Regions from separate parts of the Ovis aries genome. Here region 1 is linked to region 2. Evidence: chromatin contacts called from public Hi-C data. All regions are on one chromosome and are shown on one strand. The core of a region is the stretch at or near the end of the contact, and the rest is flanking DNA. Distances in the headings are between cores, read along the strand shown.

Region 1 (7,084 bases), core at 2,926-5,425, 290 kb after region 2:
ACAGGCAGCGGGGAAACTAACCCCGGGCACCACGACTACGGAAGCCCTCACGCCCTAGAGCCCGTGTTCCACAACAAGAGATGCCACTGCGGCGAGAAGCCTGCGCACCGCAACTAGAGAAAGCCCGCGCAGCAACGAAGACCCAGCGTGGCCAAAAGTTAATTAATTTATTTAATTTTTATAAAAGACATCACAGAGGAGAAAACCATTTGGGGAACCGTGGGACAATATGTAAGAAAATTGAATTCACAGACGAAGAAAATACCAGATCCAGATGGTTTCACTGGCAAATTCTACCAAACACTTGAGGAAGTGTTTAGTAGACAAAGTGGTAGAGTTCTACACAAACCCTCCCAGAAAAGAGAAAAGGGAGCGACACTGTGCGACTCATTTTATGAGGCCGACATTATCATGACACCAAAATGAAAAAAAAAACAAACAAACAAAAAAAGACATTACAGGGAAACTACAGACCAACATTCCACATGAACATAGACCAAAAGCTCTCAACAGACTACTAGCAAATCATATCCAGAAACATGTAAAAAGGATCATAATTCACTATGAATCAGAGTTTACTCAAGGTAATTCAATGCTGATAGACCATCCAAAAATAAATTAATGTAATTCACCATGGTGACTTAGTTGCTAAGTCATGTCCAACTCTTGCGACCCCATGGACTGCCAGGCTTCTCTGTCCATGGGATTCTCCAGGCAAGAATACTGGAGTGGTTTGTCATTTCCTTCTCCAGGGGATCTCCCTGACCCAGGGATCGAACTCAGGTCTCCTGCAGTGCAAGCAGATTCTTTACCCACTACCACAGTGACAGACTAAAACAGAAAAAAACACGTTAATCTCAACTGATGGAAAGCATTAACAGAATTCAACATGTTTATCATAAAATCTCACAACAAACTAGGAATAGAAGGAAACTTCCCTAACCTAAAAGAAGGACAGTCAGCAAATGGGCATCATCCTTCGAGACTGAATGACTTCTCCCTAAGACTGAGAACAATATTCACTCTTGCCTATTCAATATTATCCAGAAAATTCTAACTAATGCAACAAGGCAAGGAGGAAAAAAGACACATGGATTGGAAAGGAAGAAATGAAACTGTCTCCATTAATAGCCAACGTAATTGTCTATATGGAAAACTCTATTAAATCTACAAAAAAAAGTTCCTAAAACTAGTTAATGAATTTGGCAAAGTCACAGGATACAAAGTCATAATATAAAAATCAATTATATGTTGGACTTCCCTGGTAGTCCAATGGCTAACACTCTGAACTCCAGATGCAGGGGCCTTAGGTTCGATCCCTGGTCAGGGAACTAGATCCCACATGCTACAGTTAAGAGTGTGTATGCCGAAACTGAAGATCCTGCATGCCACAACTATTAATAAGACATGGCACAGCCTAAATAAATAAAATTGAAAAAAATTAATTATATGTCTATATACCGGCAATTGGAAAATTAATTTATTTTTTAAAATATTTATTTGGCTGCACCTTGTCTAAGTTGCAGCACTCTGGATCTTCAATCTTCATTGGGGCATGTAAGATCTTCTTAGTTGTGGTGTGTGGGATCTAGTTCCCTGACCAGGGATTGAACTCAGGCCCCCTGCATTGGGAGTGTGGGGTCTTAGCCACTGGACCACCAGGAAAGTCCCAACAAATTTAAGTAAATAATAATTTTCAGTTGCACCAAAATAATGAAAGTCTTAAGGATAAATACAACAAAATATATGATGGATCTTTATGCTGAAAAACACATCAGTGAAGGAAATCAAAGCAATACAACATGTTCATTGGTTGGAAGCCTCAATTTTGTTAAGACGTCAATAGTTCCCCAATTGACATACAGACTCAACACAATCCTAATCAAAATCCCAGCAGGAGTTTTTGTAAATATCAATAAGCTGATTTTAAAATTTATATGGAAAAGCAAATAAACTAGAAAGCTAAAACAATTTGGGGAAAGTAGAACAGTGGTGGAGAAATACCACTACATTGATAAATGTAGCATAGTCTAGCAAAAGGATAGATGCATAGATCGATAGAACAGAACAGGGAGTCCAGAAACAGACTGACACAAATCCAGTCAGTTGGTTTTTTTACAAAAGTGTGATGGGAAAGATTACCTTTTCAACAAATGATGCTAGAGTAACTGGACTTTCTTATATAAACGTGTGAACCTGACCTGTATCTTACACTTTCTATTTTTTAAATTTAATTGCGATGAATCTTGGACCTAAATGAAAACCTATGAGACTTTTAGAAGAAAGCAAGGGAGAAAAACCTTTGTCACTTTAGACAGAATTCTTAAATGCAAAATTAAAGTTCATTAAAGGAAAACTTGATAAATTGGACTATAGGGCTAAAGACACCATCAGTGTGATCAGGGCTTAAGGGTGGAAGACAGTTTGGACTACAAAGGGTTAATAGATGGGCCTTTTTTTAAAAAGATATTTTTATTTTATGTATTTATTAATTGGATGCATCACAAATTGGAATCAAGATTGCTGGGAGAAATCTCAACGACCTCAGATATTTCAGAAATCTCAACAATCTTCACTGAAGGACAGGGAAGCCTGGCATGCTGCCATCCATGGGATCAAAAAGAGCTAGACATGACTGAGCGGCTGAACAACAAATGTGGAATTCAGGTCTTAGTTCCCCAATCAGGGATCTAACCCGGGCCCCACTGCAGTGGAAGCTTGGTGTCTTAACCACTGGACCACCAGGGTAGTCCCAATACATGGACATTTTTAGGGAATGATGAACCATTTTGTATTTTTACTGTAGTGGTTGGTTTCATGACGGTACCTTTGTCAAAACTCACACAGCTATAAACCAAAAAGTCAACTGTACTGATAATAACTACAATTAAGTTGTATATATGGATACATATACATTTATTATAAGAATGGATGGATGTATATCTTTATGAATTTTTTAAGAAGATTTTCTCATGTTGCTTTCAAGGCACATCTAGCAGATTCTGTATTTGTATAATTATTTTTCTTGAGACCAAGATTTGTTGTTCAGTCGCTCAGTTGTGTCCGACTCTTTGTGACCCCATGGACTGCAGAACGCCAGGCTTCCTTGTCCTTTGCCACCTCCTGGAGCTTGCTCACTCATGTTCATTGAGTCAATGATGTTATGCAACCACCTCATACTCTGTAGGACTGCCTTAATCCTTGTTAACTTTCCATTTTTTCTTATTCCACAGAAGCTAAAGCTTCATCATTTGGAATTTATTCTTTTTAAAAAAATTTTTGTCTGAGAAGCATTGACCAGTGATCAATCTTAACTCCTTGACCGGTGATCATACCTATGCCCCTTGCATTGGAAGCATGGAATCTTAACCACTGGACTGCCAGGGAAGTCCCTAGAATGTATTCTTTTTGAGTTGCTTTTTAATCGCTCAGTTGTGTTCAACTCTTTGCAACCCCATGGACTGCAGCACTCCAGGCTTCCCTGTCCTCCACTATCTCCTGGAGTTTGCACAAATTCATGTCCATTGAGTCCATCCTACCATCTCATCCTCTGTCACCCGCTTCTCCTCCTGCCCTCAGTCTTTCCCAGCATCAGGGTCTTTTCCAATAACTCGGATCTTCACATCAGGTGGCCAAAGTATTGGAGCTTCAGCTTCACCATCCATCCCTCCAACGAGTATTCAGGGTTGATTTCTTTTAGAATTGACTGGTTTGATCTCCTTGCTGTCCGAGGGACTCTCAAGAGTCTTCTCCAACACCACAGTTCGAAAGCATCAATTCTTCGGTGCTCAGCCTTCTTTATGGCCCAACTCTCACATCCATACATGACTGCTGGAAAAACCATAGCTTTGACTATATGACCTTTGTCAGCAAAGTGATGTCTCTGCTTTTTGATACACTGTCTAGGTTTGTCATAGTTTTTCTTCCAAGAAGCAAGTGTCTTTGTCAAATTCCTAAAAAAGTAATTAGTTAATTAATTTCTTTAAAAAGAAAAAGTCCAACTCCTATTATTGGGGGCAATAAAATAAGATACTACCTGCCATGCCGTGTTAGCCAGGGCCCCTTATTGGGTTAACTGGCTGTCGTTGTGGATGGCAATGCGCAGGCGTCTGAGGGGCTGGGACACAGGACAGACGTACTTTGATGAAAGGAAAGGGAAAGAATGGGCTGCAACAGCGCAGTGAGTGATAGGGCACTAGAGGGCAGAGGTGGAAGGGGGCGCAGGCAGTAATCAGAGCAGAGACAGGAGCCTGCCAAGAGCGCACTGTGTTAACTTCACAGCTTTGCCTCCGGTTGGCTCTGGACTCAGGCCAGCCTCTTCCCTGAACTTTCATTCCATCTCTTCTGACTGTCCAGTCTCCACTCACATCTGTTCCAGAGTGTAACCAGATCCTCTTCCTCTGTCTCCGTTTATTCAACAAATATTTATCATAACTGACTCCAATAACACTCTCTTTTGTTTGCACTAAAGCCCTTTTATATCTACTTATCTCTTTTGACCTGTGGGGACAAGAATTAACCTTAATTTCCGAGGAAGAAAATAGAGTCTCAGAAAAGTTCAATCATTTCCTCAGAGTCACCCTTTTCAACAACCAAGGACGAGATGCGTTCCATTAGCTGTACTCTGCTGCCCCCTACTGGGCACATAGCATTAGGCCCAAGACAGGCATAGCTACTACAATTTGTGTTCGTATTTGTTAAATTAACAAAATTAAATTTGGATTTCCCCTGTGGCTCAGATGGTAAAGAATCCACCTGCAATGCCGTAGACCTTGGTTCTATCCCTGGATTGGGAAGATCCCCTGGAGGAGGGAAAGGCTACCCACTCCAGTATTCTGGCCCAGAGAATTGCATGGACCCAGGGTCGCAAACAGTCAACACGACTGAGCAAATTTCACTTTCATTTTGGAGAAGGGAAAGGCTACCCACTCCGGTATTCTGGCCTAGAGAATTCCATGGACTGTATAGTTCATGGGGTCGCAAAGTGTCAGACACTACTGGGCCACTTTCACTTTCTTTCTTTCAACAAATATTTATTGAGATCCTACCATGTGTCAGAAAAAAGGCAGGCATGGTCCTTGTGCTTTTGGAGATTATGACATAAGAGGGGAGAGACTTCCACAAATAATTATATAGTTACAATTTGAATAAGTATTATAAAGTATAAGGTGCTATATGAGGGTATAGAATGGAGGTATGTAGCCTAGTCTGGAGGCTTAGGGGAATCATGCATGAAGTGTAATTCATAGGAATAGGATGTTTATTGGCTATGGAGGAGGTTAAGGAGGTATCAAGGATGCCTTCCAGGCCTCTTGCATGAACTAGGCCGATGCAATACTGTGACTCAGTTGAGGAAGCTTAGCAGAAGATGATATTCTTAATAGGACAAACATGAGTTTGGTTGTTGGGTTTTTTTAACATGAATTCTGTGGGACCTTCAGGTATAAATGTGTAATAAGCAACAGGATTTAGGAATTTGGGGACAAGATCTTAGGCTAGAATAAGAAATCTGGGAGTTGTTGGGATGCAGCTGGTATGGAAAATTGTGGTTAAAGGATGAAATCTCTTAGTAAGAAAAGAGCAGAAAGAGGAGGGGAAGTGGGTTTAGGGGCTGGATTATGGGTCTGCAGAATATTACTCAGTGCCCACTGGAATTCCCTCAAAGTCTTGCTTTTAAGCGAAAGCAACAGAGAAAGACTTGTCAGCACAAATTGCTAGGAATACAAATAACCAAAGGCAACAAGAAACAGAAACGAAACGGAAAGAGAAGAGGGATTATAACTGAAGTGCAAGACTCCTGAATTGAAAAGGTCAAGTGGAAGAGATGGTCCTAGAAAAGGAAACTTAAGGTGAAGGGTAGAGGTAGAAAGGTAAATCAGAGTATGATGGTGCAAAAGCCCTGGGAAGAATGCATTTTAAGAGGGAGACTGCCAACTGCACTGGAAGTTATGAGGAAATCAAGTGAAAATTAAATAAATAAGTTTTTTAAAAAGGAAATCATGTAAGGACTTCCCTGGTGGTCTAGTGGTTAAGAATCCATCTTCCAGTGTAGGGGACACAGGTTCAATCCCTGGTCCAGGAGGATTTCACATGCCACGGGGCAGCTAAGTCTGTGTGCCACAACTACGGAAGCTCAAGCACCATAGGGCTCATGCTCTGCAACAAGAGAAGCCCCTGCAAAGAGAAGCCTGCGCACCTCAAGGCAACTAGAGAGTACTCCTCACTTGCTGCAACTAGAAAAAGCCTGCATGCAGCAACAAAGACCCAGAGAAGCCCAAACTAAATATATTAGTTAATTATTTTTTAAAAAGAAATCAAGTAAAAATTATTTACCTGACCCTCCTGATAAAATTGAAGTCCAGTTGCAGAGGCCCAGAGATTGAGAAGACCAGGCCAGGACCTCCTAGGAAACCCTCCAGAGGCTACCATAATGTGTTGTTTTGAACCGATGGTCTTCATACAATTTCTTTTCCACATACCACTCAACATGATTTTGATAAATGATGTCCCCTATAATGAAAAGATATTTCCCTGATAACTGTCAACAAAATGAGAAGGCAGCCTACTGAGTGGTAAAAGATAGTTGCAAACGATATATCTGGTAAGGGGTTAATAACCAGAATGTAACGAGAACTCATACAACTCAACATCAAAAAAATAAACAATCCAAGTGAAAAATGAACAGGGGACCCAAACAGATGTTTTTCTGAAGAAGACACGTGGATGACCAACAGACACATGAAAAGATACTCAGCATCACTAATTATTGGGAAATACAAATCAAAACCACAATGAGATATTACCTCCCACCTATCAGAATGGCTATCATCAACAAGACAACAAATAAATGTTGATGAGAAAGTGGAGAGAAGGGAATCTTCATGAACTATCGGTAGGAGTGAAATTGGTCCAGCCGCTACAGAAAACAGGATGGAGGTTCTTCAAAAAATTAAAGCTAGAACTACCATGTGACCTGGCAATTTCATTTCTAGGTACTTTTGTGGGGGGAGAAAAAACCCATAAATTAAAAAAGATATACATCCCAATGCTCATAGCAGCATTATTTACAATAGCCAAGATATGG
Region 2 (7,687 bases), core at 206-2,705:
TCCTGTATAAAGAACCTGGTTTCAGTCCTGGTATCCACCAGGACATATCCTCCCACTTCTCTCCTGCTTCCTTCTGATTCTGGGGCTATTCCCTTTAAAAAAGAAGTTTTAATCTGTAGCTTTGACATGTGATGGCCATAAGCCTCCCATGGTCCCCTCAAATCCCCTCCATGTAGGCTACAATCGAGTCAGGTTGACAGGGGCTGCTAGTCAGAGCCAGGTGACTGGAGAGTTGTGGACGGGGGAAGAATTGGTGGTTGTCAGCCTAGGAGTAGCTACAGAAGGGCCAGGCTAGAGAGGGCTGGGCCAGAGAAGCAGAATCTGCCAGGCTGGTAAGGGACAGGGCTCAAGAGCAGGCACTGAGAGGAAGAGAGAGTGAAGCAGAGGATGCTCTAATGCCAGGAAGTGACGTTGAGGGAATGAGGGATGGTGGGGGGTGGAGGATGAAAAATGGAGGGGAGGACAGAGCTGAGCCACATGGACAGGAGAAAGAACATTAGGGAAAAACTGCTCAGAGAGCTTTCAGCTCCAGGTCTCCCCCAGGTCCTGTCTCCTGCCTCCCTATTTCCACCTCTTGCAGTTCCTGTAGAGTGCTGAAGATAACACAGTAAAATTCTGGAGCCTGCTTGCTAGGGGGCAGGGTACCTTACTAACATTCTGGGCAGAGTGAGGTAGCCACAGAGCAGTGAAGGTGCTCTGGTCCCCAAGGACTTTGAGAGGTCATATGGTCCATCCCCCTGTCTCCCAATACTCATCATTCACAGACAGCTGAGAACATACAGAGATTTTCAGCTTCTTCTCATGGTCTTTCCTTCCCACAATCCCTGGCTGTGGGGAAGTTCTTCTCAAGATCTACCCTCTATCCATCCTGCTGCAGTCTCTGACTTGATTTCTCCTATTCTGTTCTCTGTGACTAGAGAAAATCCTCTGCTGGTTGATCACAACTGTTCCTTAGGAACTCCCCTTCGACATTCCTTCCTTATTAGTTGGTTCTTCGCAAGGGGTAACCCCAACCCCTCCTACTGCAGTCTCCGGCATCCCTTCCCTTGTCGCATCCTAAGCCTCCAAGGCAGAGATGCATCCCCAACCCCACCAGAAAATTAACAGAGACAAGGGAGGAAAAGGGCGAGGTCCAGGAGAAGGGTATCAATTAGGGAGATGGAGCTGGAGGTGATGCTCCGCGCAGATGAAGGAGAACCAGAGACGTCCCAGGGGGCAGGGATGGGGCAAGCGGGCCTCACCGGTATCCGGGTCTCCCAGGAAGGCATCTTCGTCCTTGCGGCCCCTCAGAGGGACCGCGGGCGCCGGCTCATCCTCCGGCAGCCTCGGGAAGCTGGTGATGCTCATGTAGTCCACCGGCGAGTAGGCGCCCAGGGCGCTCTCCTGACTGGCCTCGTTCTCCGCCGCCATCCTCGCCCGCGCCCCCCAGCAGCGCAGCGCCTGCCGGAAGTGCTGCGGCGGGGGCCGGGCGGGGGTGGGGGTGGGGGGGCCGGGGGAGGAGGAGGGCGGGGCCTAAGCTCCTGGACGGCCGGGAGGGGGCGCCTCAAACTCTGACCCAGGTGTCGGGGTTTGACGTGCCCCCTCCCGCTTAGCGTTATCAGCCTGCACCGGGCGCGTAGGTAGGGCTCAGGGTGTGGGTGCAGAAGCTGGAGGACGATCGGGGTCGCGCAGTGGGGAGTCAGGGGGGGAAGAGCATTCAGTAAACGCGACCTTAGTGGCTCGGGGCACCTCACGCAGCCCAGTGACCAAACCCCTTCTTCCTTCTAGTTTGAGCTAGAAACCTCCTCAGACTCCAGGTTCCCTCATCGGCTCGCAGTCCAGTTCACTGACTGCAAACCTCTCGTCGACCCCAGATGCTGTCTCTAATGCCAAACTTCTCGAACCTCAGACCCCTTCTTGAACTCCAAGATCTTTATTCTCCTATCTCATACTTCCTCCGACCGCAGAGCCCTCTTTCGACTTCAGATTCCGCCTTCATCAACCCCTCTGCCCCCAGCCCCAGCCCCCTAACTTCATCCACAACCTGCTTCATTTTGAGACCCTTCTTGGACGTCTCTCCTGGGTGGTCGGATCCTTCCCTGGACCACCCTCCTCAGCATTTCGCCAACTCCTCTTTCAATCACAATCCCTTCTGGGAACCCTGACCTATTAGCAAGTGTTGAACTCATGTTAGGATTTTAAAAGCGGGTCTCTAGATGGCATTCTAGCAATCATGATTTAGTTGGCTGGAATGGGATCTCTGGAACCTGCGTGTTTACCATTATTTAAAGAGTTTTTTATGTGGTTCTGGAAAGGACACTTTGAGAAAGAAGAAATGGTGGTGGTGATGATACGGCAGGAATGGGCTGGGGTGGGAGAGGGTAGGGAATGGGTCTATGGGTTCTTCTATTCCGTCTGTGACCACTTACAAACTGTAATCTTGGGTAAAGTACCTAATTTCGTTCCGTATGGGTTTCTTCATCTGTAAAATGGAGAGAATAATAGCAGCTGTCTCTGGTTGTGAAGATTAAATCGCATATGGAAAGTTTTTAGAATATGGCTTCACACCTACTTAACATAGTAAATGCCATAGTCTTTATCATCATTTCCTTAATCTCGTGGATTCTCATCTTGTCCAACGTGATCCAAATATTTCCCACTCTGACAAATTCCAACTACACCAGAGCTTGCTCTACTACCCAGTCTCCAAGGATGGAATGTTGGTTCCCTTTATTATCAGGCCTCTTGTCCAAATTTCCATTTAACAGTCTATCTGCCTGTCTTCCAGTACTCAGATGAGAATCACATTTTCCTTACCCTTTCCTGGACATGAAGAGAGTATCTGCTTTTTCTCATGGTCTCTTCTTTCCACAATCCCTGGCAGAGGGAGGGGGCTGGTTAAGACCTTGGCCACATATCCCCTCCTCCCCCAGCCTCAGGCTCCAGGCTTAGAGATGACTTTAACCCTGTGAAATCCCTTTGGGGTACAGCATCTGCCATGCCATCTGTAGACAGGAGAGGGCAGCAGTGTGTTGGGAAACCGCTCGAGCTTAAGAGAAGAGCTGGGAGGAGCAAGAGGTAGAGGGCTGCCCAAAATTTTGTGTGTGGGACTGGAAGAGGACTGTTTATACTAGGACCGTGTGCCCTTGGACTAGAACTATTTGCCATCACTTCATGGCAAATAAATGGGTAAACAATGGAAAGAGTAATAGACTATTTTCTTGGGCTCCAAAATCACCGCAGATGGTGATTGCAGCCATGAAATTAAAAGACGCTTGCTCCTTGGAAGAAAAGCTATGACCAACCAAGACAGCATATTAAAAAGCAGAGACATTACTTTGCCGACAAAGGCCCATCTAGTCAAAGCTATGATTTTTCCAGGAGTCATGTATGGATGTGAGAGTTGAACCATAAAGAAAACTGAACACTGAAGGATTGATGCTTTTCAACTGTGGTGTTGGAGAAGACTCTTGAGAGTCCCTTGGACCACAAGGAGGTCAAACCAGTCAATCCTAAAGGAAATCAGTTCTGAATATTCATTGGAAGGACTGATGCTGAAGTTGAAACTCCAATACTTTGGCCACCTGATGCAAAGAACTTACTCCTTAGAAAAGATCCTGATGCTGGGAAAGACTGAAGGCAGGAGGAGAAGGGGATGACAGAGGATGAGATGGTTGGATGGCATCACTGACTCAGTGAACATGAGTTTGAGCAAGCTCCAGAAGTTGGTGGTGGACAGGGAGGTCTGGCATGCTATAGTCTATGGGGTCACAAAGAGTTGGACATGACTAAGCGACTGAACTGAATTGAATTTAGGATGTGCTGGGCATGAGATTAGTTGGACGAAGAACAAGAGAGCAGGTGGGAAGGGAGGCTGGGTCAGATGGGGTTCTGCGTAGGCTTCAGGAAGTGGGGGCTGCCTGCTTCCAGGCCTCAGAATCACTCTTGGAGTTAGGTACTTAAGGATCCTGCTTGACATGATGGCTGTTCTGTAAGCGGATGGGTGGGAGTGGGCCCTTCTTGGTGGTGAGTGCAGAGAGATGGAGGGTCCTGGCTGGTCCCTCCTTTCTGGAGTGGAAGGCATAGAGGGAAGCTGGAGGTATTTGAGCCCAGGTGTCTCTTGATGAAGTAAGAGACTGGGAGGGAAAGAAGGGTGTGACTGATTTCTTCTATTTGCCTAGACTATTTCACAAGCCTCAGCTTCAGCCAGATAAGGTGGTAAAAACTTCTGGAGGCAGGAGATCTAGGTTTGGGCCAAGTTATGGTCTTTTTTTCTGGGACTTTGTACAAAGTCCTCCCTTTCCCTGAGTCTACAATTTATGCAATGAAATGGGTTTATTAGCAAAGACTTGAGGCGCCTCCTAGTCTTAACTTAATGAATCTTCGCGTTTTAGGTCTGGATGGAAATTTGTGGAAGCAAGGAAAGTAAAGAACTCTCCTTAGGAGTGGAAGAAAATCTGAGTTTCCTCAGGGTAGCGGTTAGTTCCCAGAGCGAAAGTGTGTCACCCGGAAAGGACCCTACTCCACCTGGCTTTTCTACTCGGTAGGGTGACAGGCTTGTGCAATCAGATCGCGGGGCGGCTCCTCGATGGGCCTGACCAAACTCCGTTCGTTAGCCCAGCTCTTTCCTGCTCATGCCCCGCCCTAACTCAACTCTGCATCTGTAACTCCAAGACCCCACCCCACCCTGGTCACTCCATGGTCCTGCCTCCTCTCCTGTCACATCCAGCCTTGCCACTCCCGGTCACTCCACGGGCCCACCCTCTCTCCTGTCACGCCTGGCCCCTCCCGTTCTGCTTTCCCGCTGAGGCTCCACCCCTTCCGCAAGTAAGCTCCGCCCCATACCCCAAGCAATGCTCAACTTTGGCCTATGGGTTTCTTTGCTAGACCTGGTGCCAACACCACCAGGCACGGCTCCGCCCCTCTGGGCCTCTCCCTCTTGCACCTGCCTAAGCCCCGCCCCGCGCCCCGCCCCCAGGCCCCGCCCCTTCTTAAGGCCCCGCCCCTCGGTCGGCCTGTTTTCAGCGCCTGGGCGCCAGCTGCTACCGCCAAGGCGGCTATAGTGTTCGGAACTTGAGGTGATGGGACTTCCCGAAGAGCGGAGCCGGAGCGGCAGCGGGAGCGGGGCCCGGGAGGAGGCTAGGGCCCGGAACCCGGTGCGGAGCTGGTCTCCTCCGCCCGAGGTCAGCCGTTCGGCGCACGTCCCCTCGCTGCAGCGCTACCGCGAGCTGCACCGGCGCTCCTTGGAGGAGCCGAGAGGTGAGGCAGGGCCCGGGCGGGCCTGAGGGACGTCAGCTAGAAGAGAAGTGGGGGTTCACAGGAGAGGGAGTAATTAGGGGTGTTCCGTCGGGAAATGGAGGTTCCGTGAGGAGATGGAGGTTCCCTTGGGAAACTGGGGAGTTGGTAAGGAGATAGAGGTTCTGTTATGGAAGAATAGCGGTTCTTTAAGGAGATGGAAAAGGGGTTCCGGGAGGAGGGGGGTTCTCTGAGGCGAAGGAGGAAATGTCGTTCTGTAGGAAATGAGCGTCTCCTAGAAGTTGGGGGGTTCCTTTGCGACTTGGGGGTTTCGCAGGTTCTGTGAACGTCTGAAAATGTGAAAATGTCCTGAGAAGACAGTTCCTCATATGAACAGTCGGGCTCTTAGGTGCCAGGAGCGCCTTGAAAGGAGGCGGGCCACGAAGAGAACTTTCTTTACCGCTTTTCAGCCCAGCTCAGCCGAGTGCCTCCTGACACCTTTCGCCTGTGAGTTAGTCTCCACTGCTGAGGGGCACTCGAGTCCCATCCTGCCAATCCCCAAGTTAGTAATGGAGATCTATTTTTAGTATTTCAGAAATCTCGATGAAGACTACCATGTAAGACTGAACAAGTCACTAAAATATTGTCTTTAAAATAAAAAAAAATTAGGGCTGGGATTATAATAACTCCGTAATTCTGATAGGTAGTGCCATGTCTTTGAGACTCAAGCTGGGTAAGGGGTCACAGATGTAGCTGAATTGGAAGGCGGTATGATGCTGGCAGTGGGACATGCATGAACAATCTGGATTTAGATCTTGGCTCTGCCACTCATTTGCTCTTTGGTCTTGAGATTTTAAAACCTGTCTGAAATTCCTTTTCTTTATCTATAAAATAGAGGTAATAATACCTACCTTGAAGATTTGTTTGAGGGCTAAAATGAGTAGTAAGTGAAGTGTGCATTACAGAGTGCCTAATGCACAGCAGCTTTCACTAAATAGTGGTTAGTCTGATACCCATAAGAGCAATGGGGATGAAGCAACTGTTTAGTAAGCAAGATAAGATTAAATCAGGTGTAGAGCCGTTGATTGCTGCAGGCAATGTCCAAGTTTTAGTGCTCAGACCTCTTTTTTTTTTTTAGGTGTTTTTATAGATATCTGTTGACTAAATTTGTCTATATAGACCACCCCTTAGACAAATATTACACTTAATCTTTTAATTGACTCTTGTGGTTGGTAATTCTTTCCTTGTCAAGTTCCTACTCTTTACAAAAGATTTCAGAGTAGGCTTCCTTTAATAGGGAAATAAGCCAATATCTTTAAATAAAAACACAATCACATGGAAGTTTCATAAAACACACCTACAACACCACCTGTATCCACCAACTATCCCAGGATTCTGACTTCTTGGGATAACATTGTATTTTTGTTGGAATTCTCTAGGAATAAAATATAAAGGCCAATTCATATACTGGCTCTAAAGCAATATCATATCTTCATCTTTCCAATGGAGACTTCCTAGTTGGCTCTTAGAGAGGTGATCTTATCTATAGACTCACTTCCTAATCAGAGTTTACCTTCAGATTAGATAACTCCAGCTTGTTTCTTTTTCTTTCTTTCTTTCTTTCTTTCTAAAATTGAAGTATAGCTGATTTATAATGTGTTTGTTTCAGGTATACAGTTCAAAGTAGTTCAATTATTTACACATATGTCCATATTCAGACTCTTTTCCCTTATAGGTTATCACAAAACAGAGTATAGTCCTTGTGCTATACAGTAGGTTCTTGTTGGTTATCTATTTTATATATATTAGTGTGTGTGTGTGTGTGTGTGTGTGTGTGCGTGTGTGTGCGTGTGCTAAGTTGCTTCAGTTCTGACTCTTTGTGACCCTATGGACTATAGCTTGCCAGGCTCCTCTGTCCATGGGATTCTTCAGGCAAGAATACTGGAATGGGTTGCCATTTCCTCCTGCAGGAGATCTTCCTGACCCAGGGATTGAACCTGCATCTCTAGCATCTACTGTATTGGCAGGCAGGTTCTTTACCACTAGAGCTACCTGGGAAGCCTAGTACTGTGTATGTGTTAACCCCAAACTTCTAATTTATCCTTCCCCTCCTACCTCAGGCCTCTTTTCACTTCTCTTCCCTCTCTATATTTTTTCCTGTCATGAGTTCATGTTTCCCATGTTTTCATTTTTTTAAATTAAGGTAACATTATTTAAGCTCCCTGTATACAACATTGTATTTCTACTTCTGTGTACACTGTGATGTGATCACCACCAAAAATTTAGTTTCCACCCATCACCATACAGTTACCCTCTTTACTCATTTTACCCTCCCCACTTCACCTCTGGAAACCAGTAATCTGTTCTCTGTATGTGTGTTTGTTTTGTTTCATTTGGTTGTTCATTTATTTTGTTTTTTACGTTGCACATATGAGTGAAAGCATATGGTATTTGTCTTTGAATCTGTCTGAAA

The links. Hi-C and Micro-C count contacts between places; a contact is called where the count stands out from the background.
Region 1: a Hi-C map of liver shows a contact between it and region 2, with 8 times the contacts expected there. The contact joins the enhancer-like site here to the promoter of GGT7 in region 2. A contact is called at or near these places in 10 of 16 Hi-C or Micro-C datasets (blood, hypothalamus, liver and 4 more).

Annotation. Positions count from the first base shown.
Region 1 is chr13:64,463,041-64,470,124 of ARS-UI_Ramb_v3.0, forward strand. PROCR (protein C receptor) reads left to right here. Exons shown (of 4, transcript XM_042230086.2): 4 at 1-7,084. Among named protein-coding and RNA genes, the nearest start is that of MMP24, 13 kb to the right of the region's middle. Within about 2 kb of position 4,176, at least 8 of the 54 cell types and tissues checked have an H3K27ac peak or open chromatin away from gene starts, as enhancers often do. A contact at or near this core is called in liver and tail adipose tissue, where this site is marked.
Region 2 is chr13:64,176,309-64,183,995 of ARS-UI_Ramb_v3.0, forward strand. It overlaps GGT7 (gamma-glutamyltransferase 7), which reads right to left and starts at 1,456. Exons shown (of 15, transcript XM_042230077.2): 1 at 1,242-1,456. The coding sequence starts at 1,410. It overlaps ACSS2 (acyl-CoA synthetase short chain family member 2), which reads left to right and starts at 4,995. Exons shown (of 19, transcript XM_004014514.5): 1 at 4,995-5,238. The coding sequence starts at 5,061.